Regions from separate parts of the Mus musculus genome. Here regions 1, 2 and 4 are each linked to region 3. Evidence: chromatin contacts called from public HiChIP or PLAC-seq and promoter capture Hi-C data. All regions are on one chromosome and are shown on one strand. Each heading gives the region's core, a stretch centred on a gene start, on an enhancer-like site or on the middle of the called end of the contact. The rest is flanking DNA. Distances are from core to core; before and after follow the strand shown. Region 1 holds the start of Gmnn (geminin). Region 2 holds the start of BC005537 (cDNA sequence BC005537). Region 3 holds the start of Scgn (secretagogin, EF-hand calcium binding protein). Region 4 overlaps Ripor2 (RHO family interacting cell polarization regulator 2).

The links. Promoter capture Hi-C pulls out the DNA fragments that hold promoters and counts their contacts. HiChIP or PLAC-seq counts read pairs in DNA pulled down with a chosen protein or histone mark.
Region 1: a promoter capture Hi-C map of hippocampal neurons shows a contact between it and region 3, with 3 times the contacts expected there. The contact joins the promoter of Gmnn here to the promoter of Scgn in region 3. A contact is called at or near these places in 5 of 39 promoter capture datasets (cranial neural crest, frontonasal cranial neural crest, hippocampal neurons and 2 more).
Region 2: an H3K27ac HiChIP or PLAC-seq map of embryonic stem cells shows a contact between it and region 3, with 2.2 times the contacts expected there. The contact joins the promoter of BC005537 here to the promoter of Scgn in region 3. A contact is called at or near these places in 3 of 39 promoter capture datasets (cranial neural crest, hippocampal neurons and second pharyngeal arch cranial neural crest) and 1 of 115 datasets of contacts at active chromatin or transcription factors (embryonic stem cells).
Region 4: a promoter capture Hi-C map of hippocampal neurons shows a contact between it and region 3, with 2.7 times the contacts expected there. The contact joins the enhancer-like site here to the promoter of Scgn in region 3. A contact is called at or near these places in 7 of 39 promoter capture datasets (cranial neural crest, embryonic stem cells, hippocampal neurons and 3 more) and 2 of 115 datasets of contacts at active chromatin or transcription factors (astrocytes and embryonic stem cells).

What each region holds. Positions count from the first base shown.
Region 1 is chr13:24,760,595-24,763,523 of GRCm38.p6, forward strand. It overlaps Gmnn (geminin), which reads right to left and starts at 1,343. Exons shown (of 7, transcript NM_020567.2): 1 at 1,219-1,343.
Region 2 is chr13:24,800,160-24,803,119 of GRCm38.p6, forward strand. BC005537 (cDNA sequence BC005537) reads left to right here and starts at 1,498. Exons shown (of 5, transcript NM_024473.3): 1 at 1,498-2,960.
Region 3 is chr13:23,989,821-23,992,728 of GRCm38.p6, forward strand. It overlaps Scgn (secretagogin, EF-hand calcium binding protein), which reads right to left and starts at 1,394. Exons shown (of 11, transcript NM_145399.1): 1 at 1,132-1,394; 2 at 1-24. The coding sequence starts at 1,213.
Region 4 is chr13:24,685,742-24,688,687 of GRCm38.p6, forward strand. All of the region lies in intron 8 of Ripor2 (RHO family interacting cell polarization regulator 2), which reads left to right. Among named protein-coding and RNA genes, the nearest start is that of Ripor2, 49 kb to the left of the region's middle. Within about 2 kb of position 1,695, at least 36 of the 459 cell types and tissues checked have an H3K27ac peak or open chromatin away from gene starts, as enhancers often do. A contact at or near this core is called in hippocampal neurons and liver, where this site is marked.

The sequences.
Region 1 (2,929 bases), core at 93-2,592, 770 kb after region 3:
GTACTGTGCATAACAAGCATGCACAAAGGCTCAGCTCAGTTCCTGGTACTGCATAACCAGACACAAGTCCATAATACCAGCAGCTGGGCAGAGAACCAGAATTCAAGGTTATAGTCAGCTACGTAGCAAACACAAGACCAAGCTGAATTTAAAAGGAGGCTAGGGGGAACGGTAAACTGTACCCCCCACCTCTTACTTACATGTAATTAAAAATTTACATTGTGCCCTGGCACTCACCCATGTATGCAAATATAAACAACTTATAGCCCAGCCAGAGTGGTGTTCTGTTATTTCCTATTCTATTTCAAGTTAATAAAACCCGATCGCCAAAAACAAAACAAAACAAAACAAAACAAAAATTGGGCAGCGGTGGCACACGCCTTTAATCCTAGCACTTGGGAGGCAGAGGCAGGCGGATTCATGAGTTCAAGGCCAGCCTGGTTTACAGAGTGAGTTCCAGGCCAGGGCTACACAGAGAAACCCTCTGTCTCGGAAAAACAAACAAACAAACAAACAAACAAACAAAAAACCCGATCGGAAACCTATTCGCAGGGGCTTTGATGTATTTCTCTTTTCTTTTTAAATGGCTAAGTGGGCAAAGCTGACCTTGAACTCCTGTACCTCCTGCCTCAACCTCCTGGGTGCAGGAGACTGAGCACTGACACCAGGCCCAGACTTGGATAACGAAGGCAGTGGGCCAAGATCCCGCTATCATTAGTGAGTCGTGAGCACAGAGACAGTGTCGGAGAACCTACTATCACCTACAGCGGCACCACTGGGAGAGCAGACGCAGGACTCAATGCCCTTGTCCCAGGAGTAGCGTTTGCTGCAGTTGGTGAGCAGGCGGGAGGGATCTACACCCAGTTCAACCCCTAGCCGTGCAATCAGCCCGGACTCCGAGGCAGCAAACTTCCCCGGGCGCGCCGGCCCCGCCCAACGCGGCGCGCGCCAGCCAATAGGAAGAGCGAACACCAGAGCGCGCCAAAACCGACCTCACCAATGGCGCAGCCCCTCGTCTCAGCTCGCCCAGCTTTGCCTTGCAGTCGGGCCGAGACTCGGGTCCCTTTCAAGTCCCCAGACTCGGGTCCCTTCAAATCGTCGCCTCCCAGGCCGGCTCCCCGTGGCTGAGAAGCAGGCCGGGCATTCGGGCCAGCCCGGCGATCCCGCGGCCGGAGTTGCACTCGCCCCGCCCTCGGTCTCCCGCGCCCTCGGACTCACAGACAGCAATGCTCAGTTCCCGGCGAGCGTGAGAGCCGCACAAGGCCCTGGCACCACACCGGATTCAACGACGCCAGAACGACCCGAACCTGCAGACTAACCCGCCGACCCGGTAGCTGACGCGCCGAAAGGCGGAGCCTCGGCATTCAGCCAATCGCCTCTCGCCGCCGCCCACCGCGCCCGTGGCTTCCGTGCGCCTGCGCACCCAGCCAAGGTGCGTGCAGTCTCTGGAAGAGGTCACCGAGGTTCCTCTTGCCTTAGGAGTGTGTGCCCTCTGACCTTGCCGTCTGACCCTCCGCTTCCGGCTCCAAGTGTCTGCCGGCGAGGACAAAAGAGACTCTCACTAGCGGCAAACACGAGAATATACATATATTTTTTCCAAGGTATTTTGTGTGTTTAGTTTTTAATATACATACATGCAAGCATGCATACCTAGATGCGCACACACTAAAGGAAGCAAATAAACAGACGAAACGTGATGACTCAAAAGTCACACTGTGACAGTCACTAGAAATAGCAAGGGCCCGCTTCAAGCTAACAAAAAAAGTTGAAGCTGAGGAATTTTAACTCTATACTTAAGACAGATGACTTTTACTGTATTTGAACTAGACCTCAATTAACTGGCAAGATGGCTCCTTGGTTGAGAGCATTTGTTCTTGCACGGGACAAACCTGGGTTTGGTTCCAAGCACCCACATGGTGGCTTACAACCATCCATAGCCCTTGTTCCAGGAGATCTGATGCCCTTCATGGACACCAAGATGAATATGCATCACACAGGCAACTTTGAAAAACCTAAACTATACCTCAGTAAATCTAAACAAAGGAGGGAGGGCTGCAATACAGGAAACCTCTATAAAGGACTTCCTGGCTGGCTATATAAATATAAGTTTAAAGCCAGCCAGGTTACATAGACAGAATGCAGTAGGGTTGCTAACACCAGAACCTGCTTTATCAGTCAATAACAATTTAGAAGGAAACAGAACTAGGGCCAAGGGAACCGCGATGGCCTAGAGGCTGAGAAAAGTCAATGTATTTGTCACCTTACTTGTTGCTGTAACAAATACCTGACCAGTGCAACTTAAGGAAGGGTTTGTCGGGGCTCACAATTTAAGCGTACAGTCCTCAGAGTCGGGAAGGTATGGCAGTGGGGGGAAGGGGGGCAGCAGGTCCCATACATGCAGGCCAAGCATTTGTACACATACAAAATGTTGCATGTTAGCCAGCACTAAATCCTGCTCAATGGGAAAATATTCTATCCATTTCCACAGAGAACCTGTATTCTATGGTCCAGCCAGTTACCACACTATCACCTCTCAGCCTCAAGTCCCCTGGCAAGTTCCAGAGGAACTGCATATGTGTTCTGCCCTCAGAATACTGGCGACTTCTCCTTTGCTCTCTCATGCTCTCTAGTGAGACCTGGACTTCAGGTCTGGATGAGGAAGAAAGTTCTTGGTGGGAAAGTTAAGATTCTTCCTACTCAAATTTTTGTGGATTATTTTGTTTGCTTGCTTGCTTCTCAAACAGGGTTTCTCTGTGTAGCCTGGACTGTCCAAGAACTCACTCTGTAGAACAGGCTGGCCTCGAACTCATAGAGATCTGCTTGCTTCTGCATCCCGAGTGCTGGGATTATAGGTGTGCACCAACACCACACTGAGGCTGTTACTCAAAGTTTTAAAAGAATTTTCTTTTCCTAAGAAATGCAATTTGAA
Region 2 (2,960 bases), core at 248-2,747, 810 kb after region 3:
AACGCATACAAGGGCTTCTGTCGCTTAAAGCCCGAGGTCCGTTCGCCTTGGTGGTGCAGGAAGAGGGGTGAGGATAGAGGCGCATGGACTGAGGCTATACTCGTTGGGGTGCAAGCAAGCTTCATTCCGCTAACTCGAAATGATTTCTCCGTTGTTGCCAACTGGCCGACTTCTAGGGAATAATAAAATGACCCTAACCACCCTTCAGTCTTCCGGGTTTCTTCCTCACTCTGGCCCTTCCAACACCCATTTTTCCGCCCACTTCCCCGGCTTTGGCTTTTGAGCATCTCTGGAGCAGTGATTCTCAACCTCCCCATTGCTAAGATCCTTCAGTACTGTTCCTCATATTGTGCTGACTCCCAACCGTAAATTTCTGTTGCTACTTCTTAACTGTAATGTTGCTGCTGTTATGAATGTTAATGTTTTCCGATGGTCTTAGGCAACCTCTATAAAAGGATCATTGGATTCTCCCGTATGGGGTGCGACCCACAGGTTGAGAACCGCTGCTTTAACAGGACCCCCACCCTACCCCACCCCCTAAGTCCAACTACCGCTCCCCAGCATAGCCCAGGGTGGAGCTACTCTCTCCGCTTCGTCATGGAGGGCGTAGGGGGCGTGCTCTTATGACGTAAAAGGACGGGGCGGGGGAGACCTGGACAGCCTGACGGAGGGACAGAGGGGCGGAGGGAGTGGCGGGAGACCCTTGCCACGCCTTAGGACTTTCCATATTGATAAATAGGGGAAATGTGTGTTCTCAAACACCCCTAGGAAAAGAAGTATCTTACTGAAAGCCTAATTTCAAAGCTACTCACTATTTATACCGACTTTTATATGTCACACATTACTAGCTTTTCGGTTTTTCTGTCTCCATAACTGTGAAAACCTTCACGCTTCTTTTCCCGCCTCCCCCTTCAGTTTTTGCCACAGATGGTAGCGTCCGGGGCGCGCGCAGGCGTAGAGCGCTCGGGGCGGTGCCGCGGAGGGGCGGGTGACGCAGCAGCCGTCGCTGCCATTTTAAGTTGTTTGTTCTTGTTTCTTTTCCTCAAACGCGACTCAGCCCCGGACCCGGGAGGTTCCAGCGGCAGCCGCTGCTTCTGAAGCCACTCCGGTGCGGGGGGTGGGGGAACCGAGGCTGTGGCCCCGCGGACGCTCGACCTCCTCCTCCGTTGCGGCTCTCTCCCCCCATCCGTCGGGGCTCTCTCTTGGACTATCTTCCTGAACCGGACTGTTGGGCGAAGCAGGCCTCGGGAGCCGACGCTCGAACCGAGACAACTTTGCCGGGCTCACTCCGCGGACAGGCCGTAGCGCAGGGCTCCCCTCCTTCCCTCTTCCCTCCCGCGCGCTTTCCTCTTCCTCGCCGTCTCCCCCCTCCCCCTACCAACCCCGCGCCGCGTCCTTCCCTCCGTCGCCGCCCGGGGCGCCGAGCCCGACTATGGGGCCCAGGTGGGGGCTGAGTGGCGGCAGCAGCGCGCGTGGCCCGGCCACAGAGCGCAGCGCAGCGGGCATGGAGGGGCTCCGTCGGCCCGTCGTGTTCTCTTGACATGGCTCCCGCCCGCGCCACGAGCAGCGCCCCCGCCGCCGCCGCCGCCTCCTCCTCCGCAGCCGCCGCTCCGCCCGCAGGCTGCGGCTAGACGGCCCACCGACGGTCGGCCTGCGAGTCCCGCTCTCCTCTCCGCGGGGACCCCGCCCTGCCGCCTAGATCCCGGCCTCTCTGTCCCCTTGGGAAACCACCCAGCCGCCCCCACTCGGGAAACATGGGCTGTTGAACGGGAAAAGCGAATCTAGAACCCGGGAACTTCATTCCTTGCTTTTTTTTGGGGTGGGAGGGTGGGCTTCCTTTTAAGAAGTAATTATTATTAACACGATTATTCTCTTCTTTTCCCCTCCTCCCAACTGATCCTTCCTACTTAACTCTCTTCCCGCCTCCTCTACCCGGGCGGGAATTGTTTCCACATTGAAATGAGTGAGAACCCGAGTGATCCAGTGTCTCCCGTGGTGCGAGTGAGTCGCTGCCGCTGAAGGCCAGGGGTTGTGGGTGGGACCTGGGGGTCGAAGGCAGGTGATCCCCGGGCCCGGCCTGGGACGTGGGAGAACCCGCCACCTTAGCCTCAGCCATGCTCACACGAAGATAATCGAACTCCCTACCATCCCGAACTTGAACGGGGTCAAATTTATACGGAGGGCTCCCCGGGGAATGTAGAACCCACCGCAGGGCTAAGGGTGCTTGGATCCCGGGCATTAATCAGGGCTAATCACAGAGCCGGAATAACTATTAATACCGTTTAATAGACCCCCCTTTCCCTCTGCCATCATGGTTCTCCTTGGCAGCAGCGTTCGCAGCCGCCTGAGGGTGAAAACGTGGGTGATGGGGAAGTTGGTAATGACTCCGCTGTTTTTTCTCATGACTCCTTTGGGCAACAGCTGTCCACCCCCGGTATACACTGTAGTTGATTGCAGGGAAACCCTGTACCTCTCCCCTTCTTTCTCTGCTGATTTTGCACTTTTCTCTTTGCTCACCACCAAGTGTAATCAATAGCAAAGCACTGACAGTTCATAGCAGTAGTGAAATCTGAAATAACTAAGAATTAATCAGGTACTACAGCCATGGATCTGGCTGGGTAAAATCCAACTGGGGATTTCAGTTTCATTCACCTACCCTGTTTTGGTGGTTTTCAGTTTTTGGGTTTTTTGTTTTGGGGGGGGTATTTTTTTTTTCCCTGTATTTGGGAAGCAACATCACAATTTTCCCTCCCTTTTCTCAATTTCTTAATCCCTTTTCTGAAAAGGGACTATGCGAATGGGTTTCAAGGATTGGACCGGTGTCAGCTGTGTTTTACTGCGCACCTAAATCCTGATGATCGGTTTTTCATTTTCCCCTCAATGGCTTTTATTTTGGCAGTTTAGCCACATGTGTTTTCCAGAAAGTTAGTTCCAAGTTTTTTTCTCCTCTTTCTTTCCTT
Region 3 (2,908 bases), core at 144-2,643:
CTGTCTCTCTTATGTAACCTTTTTCTAGTGCAAGAAAATAAGCATAAATAATAGTCACTAATATAGAATAAATGGGACAATACTTGTCTAAAAGTATATTACAGGTGTGAGGTTTGAAGCAGTGTCACATAGAGCCCAGGCTAGCCCCAAACTTGCTATGTATCTGAGGAAGACTTTGAACTCCTGATCCTCCTGCCTCTACCTCCCAATTGCTAGGATCACAGGCATGTGCCACCATGCCTTGCTATTTAGATTTGGGTTTGGTCTCAGTTTTATATTTCCTATTCTTAAAAGGTTTGTATTTTATTTTAATTATGTAAATGTGAGCATGTCTAGGGGTTGAGAGTGTGGTGCAAGTCAGTGTAGGTGCCCTTAGAAGCTAGCATCAGATTTTCCGGAGTTGAGTTCAGGTGGTTGGGAGCCACCTAACATATGCGCTGGGGCCAAACCTGAGTCTTCTGTAAGTGCAGTATATAATGTTAATGGCTGAGCCATCTCTGTAACCTTCACACTTTATTGTTATTATTGTTGTTGTTGTTACTTCAGTATCTATCTACTAATATCTTGAGAGGGGTAAATACTAAGTCCTAGCTTTTGTATGTAAGCATGCCTTTCAGGCAGTGTGTGTGTGTGTGTGTGTGTGTGTGTGTGTGTGTGTATGTGTGTGTGTGTGTAATTATCAATGGACAAGGCCAAATGGTAAACAGATGTGTTTTATGTTCAAGCACGTGGTTTGAAGTAGAGGGACATAAATCTGCACGTTGCTGAAACTCATCCTCCTTTGTAGAGAATGGAGACTGGGTAACGTGACAGTCACTAATGAAAAACTGTCACATTTACAAAGCACCACAGATTGCTGAGTTTCAGCCCAACAGCCTGGAATACATATGCAATGATGTTTGTTAATATATTAACTGCACGTCACTCACACAGCCACAGGTTGGGAAGCAGGAAAGTGCTCAGTCCACTCAGAATTTTTCAGACACTTTCTTGATATGTAAAATCAGCGTATGCTGAGGGTACTTTCTCCGGCACTCAGTAGTCAACTTTTCTTATAGAGAAAGGCGCTTAGGAGAAATTCCAGTTCCCTCTGTGTCTACGCTAGGCGCTCAACTGACCAAAGCTACTCACCTTCCTTGTCGAAGCGCTGCCAGATCTGCCAGAAGCAGGCAGCATCCAGCCGAGCTGGAGTTTTTCTGCGTGCGTTGTCCATGGTGCTGATGTGGGTAAACTCGCCTAGCAGTATTTCCCGACTCTTCGGTCCACTTCCTCCCTCTCTAGCTAGGTACCAGTGGGCAAGGCAAGCTCGAGGGCGTCCGGGCTCGTTGGTGTCGCTGAGCAGTCTTCAGTCTAGATGTCAGGCTCCAGGAGGCAACCCGCAGGCGTCCTCCTGCCCCGCCCCGCACGCCCGGCAGATCTCAGCGGGGCTCCTGCCTGTTAGCTGTAGGGGGAAGGGATGGGGTGAGGAGGGTGATGGGGATCAGACAGAAAGAAACTGGGAACTGTCTCTCCTGTTCACGGCTCACTGCCTTTCCGTTTAAGTTGTTTGTCAAACTCACGAAAACATTCTCTTCAGGTTGACTCACCTTTCAAACTAATGTCTCAAGGGGTTTCCTGGAACGGGCTGTCTATGTTTAGGGTTGAAAAAGTGTCAGTGCTGGCACCTTACGGATTGGATAAGACAGGACACATACTGTGGTGCGGAGGGAAGAAGAGAGATGAAGGTGTTCAGAAGTGGCCTCTGGAGCCAAACGAGGCATCAGAAAACACACCCGTTGCTGAACTGTAGTGTACTGTAGGGACCTGCTACTGCAGTCACTGTGGCTTGAAGTGGTGCCATTAAGATGCTGCAGGGAGCCAGGCATGGGTGGCACACACCTGTAGCTCCTGAACTACAGAGTCTGGAATAGGACTGCTGTGATACACAGTGAGTTGCAGGGCAGCCTGAGCTACAAAGTGATATCCTGTCTCCAAAACAAAACCAAACAAAACATCCACAAAGAGAAGCAAAACGCTGAAGCACAAATAAACCTAGCCACACTGTATCAAGAAAGGGGTCTACCCAACACATGCTATCTATGGAAGAGTTTTCAGATGTTTGTAACTGACTCCTTAGAGACACTTTAAGACAAATTGGCAGCCACCATTTAAAGGAACACGTTTTCTTTTTTTTCTTTTCTTTTCTTTCTTTCTTTTCTTTTTTTTTTTTTTTTTTTTTTTGAGCACGTTTTCTAATGATTAAAACTGAAAACTGTTGACCAGTTGACTTCTGAGAGAATAAAGAGACTAACCTGGTGACTTTGGACTTCAAACATCTTGCTAAGGAATCAGTAGAAGGAGTTAGGCAAAAATTGAGCTAGATGTGGTGACTCAAGCTTGCAACCTCCAATACTCAAGAGGCTGGGGGATTACTATGTGTCACAGCTCGCCTGTGCCGCCATGTGAAACTCAACAGAGAGATGGGGAGAATGAGCTGGAGTAAGAACACCCTTCCTTTGTGGTCTGCTGCTAGCATTCAATTTATTCGTAAGGAGCAACAGAGGTAAGCTATTTAAATGACAGTAGTAGAGCGCATGAGACTCAGTAGTTCCAGCTCAGGATCCTGGCTGAACCAAGTGGTAACTCTGTGATGGGTCACTATTCTAGGTCTCTACGTCTCAGCTTTCATATTTTATAACGAAGAGTACAATGTCTGCCTTGGAGGGCTGCTGAGAGGGTCAGAGAAACGCGTGGAAGTCCCCAGTGAATCAGGCTGCCTTTGTGTTGTTGCCTTATGACGGAATGACTGTGTTCTTTAAAAAGGATTTATAAAACGGAAGAAAAGTTTGAAAAATTGATAGCCAAGAGCAGCCTGGTGTGACATGATGTTACGTGTGATGTTTAAATTTCTAAATAAATATGAATTGTA
Region 4 (2,946 bases), core at 445-2,944, 700 kb after region 3:
GAACAACTAAACTGAAAGTCCCTCCTGAAGGCGGGGATGCTGCCCAAAGCTGTCGGGGGGGGGGGGGGGTGCTGTGATCTCTGTGCTCTGTAAAAGTGCTGTGGGGAGCTGTTGAGGCCAGATTCCAAAAACCTGTAAGGACCCAGCTGGATTCAGGACCCCAAATCAGAAAAGAAGCTAAGAACTGCGTGTCTTACAGAAAACTGCTTTTCTTCCCAACGATGACCTCATTCAAATGAGTTCCAGGAGGACACATGTCCAGAGGTCAGTGCTAGCTGGTCACCATGGCCTTTAGGATGAACTGGGAAACCTGCCCAGGAAGCAGGAAGGCCAGTACTAAGACACAGTCCGAGGTACACTCTTAGGAAGGTCATGGCAAAACTGGGAAACAATGGAGTACTTCTATGACCAGAACCGTGTCTGAGCAAAGGCAGCCAGTGGCACGGGGAGCCAGGTGAGCAGCTGTGTGGCTGTAGGTAGCTGGGAGGCTCTATAGCTGTGTAGCTGTAGATAGCTATGAGGTTGTATCTGCAACCTTTCTCCACTGTGATAAATTCTCTGAAAGAAACAACTTAAGAGGAAAACGATCCGTGGCGGCTTAAGATTTGGAGGAGTTTAGTCCACTATGGGAAGGGGAGCTATGGTAGTCGGAGAGGCCGGCAGCTGAGGCAGGGGTTAGAGTGGATCAGGAAGCCAGACACAGGCTGGAAGCAAAGCAGAGTTATAAACCTCAAGAACACACTCTCCAGTGTCTGATTCCTCCAGCTAGGCCCTAACTCTTAAAGACTCCATAACCTCCCACAACAGAGCTACCCAGCTGGTGGCCAAATGTTCAACCATGAGCGGGGGCATCATTTATCCACAGTCACACTGGGGGCAGCACCCTGTCCTCCATTCAGGCTGTGGAAGAGCTGTTGGATCATTAACACAGGAGCAAGGTAAAAGATCAAAAGAGACCCACCTGAGGGAACCCAGGGATGATTTCTGAGTGGCCATCATGAAAACCTAGCTGATACAACAGTTACCACCAAGCAGCTGAGAAAACACTGGGCTTTTCGCAGCTGTAGAAATGCCAGCAGGGCCTTGGGCCAGAATTTGCAGAACCTAGCCAGGCCCCAAAGTCCACGATAGCTGGTGCTCCAGCAGAAGTGCTCCCCCCGCCTGGGGAGCTTCGGCTGGAACTGGCTCCTCCTACCTGCTGCCATTCTGCTGTTATCACTGTCACCAGAGGCTGGAGATGCCTTATAAGGAATGTCAATAAGGTGTGTTCATTCCATGGACAGTGAGACCCAAAACTCATCACGACCCCAGCCCTCCTCCTCCCGTGATAAGAAATTTCTGGTGATTTTGAGAAGGGAGATCGTCAAAGAGTCCCCCCACCCTTCTCAACGTATCCATCATGGTACATAGTCAGCTTCCCTGAAGCGGGGTCCCTATTGTCACCTCAACATGTAACCAGCTAGTGGATTAACCAGGAGCTGATAATTTGTAGGTATTCAAAGGGTAAATAGGGTTTTCTTAGAATTAGCACATTGGGCTTCAGATTCATAAAAGCCAGCCAGCAGTGCTTTCTTTCCGATGTGTTTTTGTGGAGGTGGGGGAAAAAAGCCTAAATGCTCCAGAATTATTCATGAAAATCGCTTCCTCCAATCCTGCTTTTATTACAGTGGGTCCTCCTAAGTGGCTCATTAGCTTCTAATTGTTAGCGAGAGCTGCTCCTAAATGCATGGGCTCGCCAACTAAAAGGCATGCCAAGTTGGTGAGCTGCTGCCATCTAGTGTCGAAAGATGGTAAGAGGTGAGCCCATTTTGAAGCTTCCCTGGATTCGTCTTATTCATCACCATGCCCATGGGTCAATGGGAAGCAGATTTGTCCATTTGAGATAAATTGAGCCATTCACTGAAGGTAAAACACACAGTGTGACATCATCCTTGTTATGTCTACGTGAGTAAAATCTTGTTTGCTAGAAACACAACCCAGGGCAGGGAAGACAGCATAAAGCGAGCAAAAGGATATGGGTTTGGATCTGCAGAGCCCACATAAAAAGCTGGGCATCGGGTCATGTGATTATAATCCCAACTTGGCCTCTGATGGAAAAGGGACTTGAGATGGGTAGTAGGTCCCTGTGCTTTCTGGCCAGCCAATCTAACCAAACAGCAACCTCCAGGTTCAGTAAGAGATCCCATCTCAAAAAGGAAAAAAAAAAAAAAAAAAAAAAAAAAAGGGTCTATGAAGCATCCGCAAACATAGGCATACATATGCCTGTGTATACATGCACAAGCACGTACAAGCACAGGAGAAACTTGCCCCAGGACTCAAAGGTTAGAAATAGAAAACGTCTGTGCTGATTTTTTCACTGCAATTATGTCATAGTTTTTTTTTTTTAGTGAGAAATTCTAAAATGTAAATTAATATTTTCACCCTCACACAGTGGGCTTTTGGTAAATATCAATAGGAAGGTGGAAAGGGTAATGGAAGCTGGGACTCTGGAGCTGTCCCAGGGCGGCGGCCGTGTATTCTGACAAGGTGTTGCTGCTGAAGCGGTAGGCTCAAGTTGACCTGCAGATGACACAGGGGAAGAAAAGGCACCTTGTGCTAACTGGATCTGTCAATCAACGCAGGCTAGAGTCACCTGAGAGGAGGGCGCCTCATTTGAGAAAATGCCTCCATAAGATCCAGCCATAGAACATTTTCTTAATTTGTGATGATGGGGAAGGGCCCAGCCCATCGTGGGTGGTGCCATCCCTGGACTGGGAGTCCTGGGTGCTATAAGAGAGCAGGCTGAGAAAGCCAATAAGCAGAAACCCTCCATAGCCTCCATGACCTTCGTATCAGCTCCTGACTCTAGGTTCCTGCCCTGTTTGGGCTCCTGTCCTGACTTCCGTTCACTGATGAATCGTGACAGTGACGCTTCAGCTAAATAATCGCTTTCCTCCCCAAGTTGCT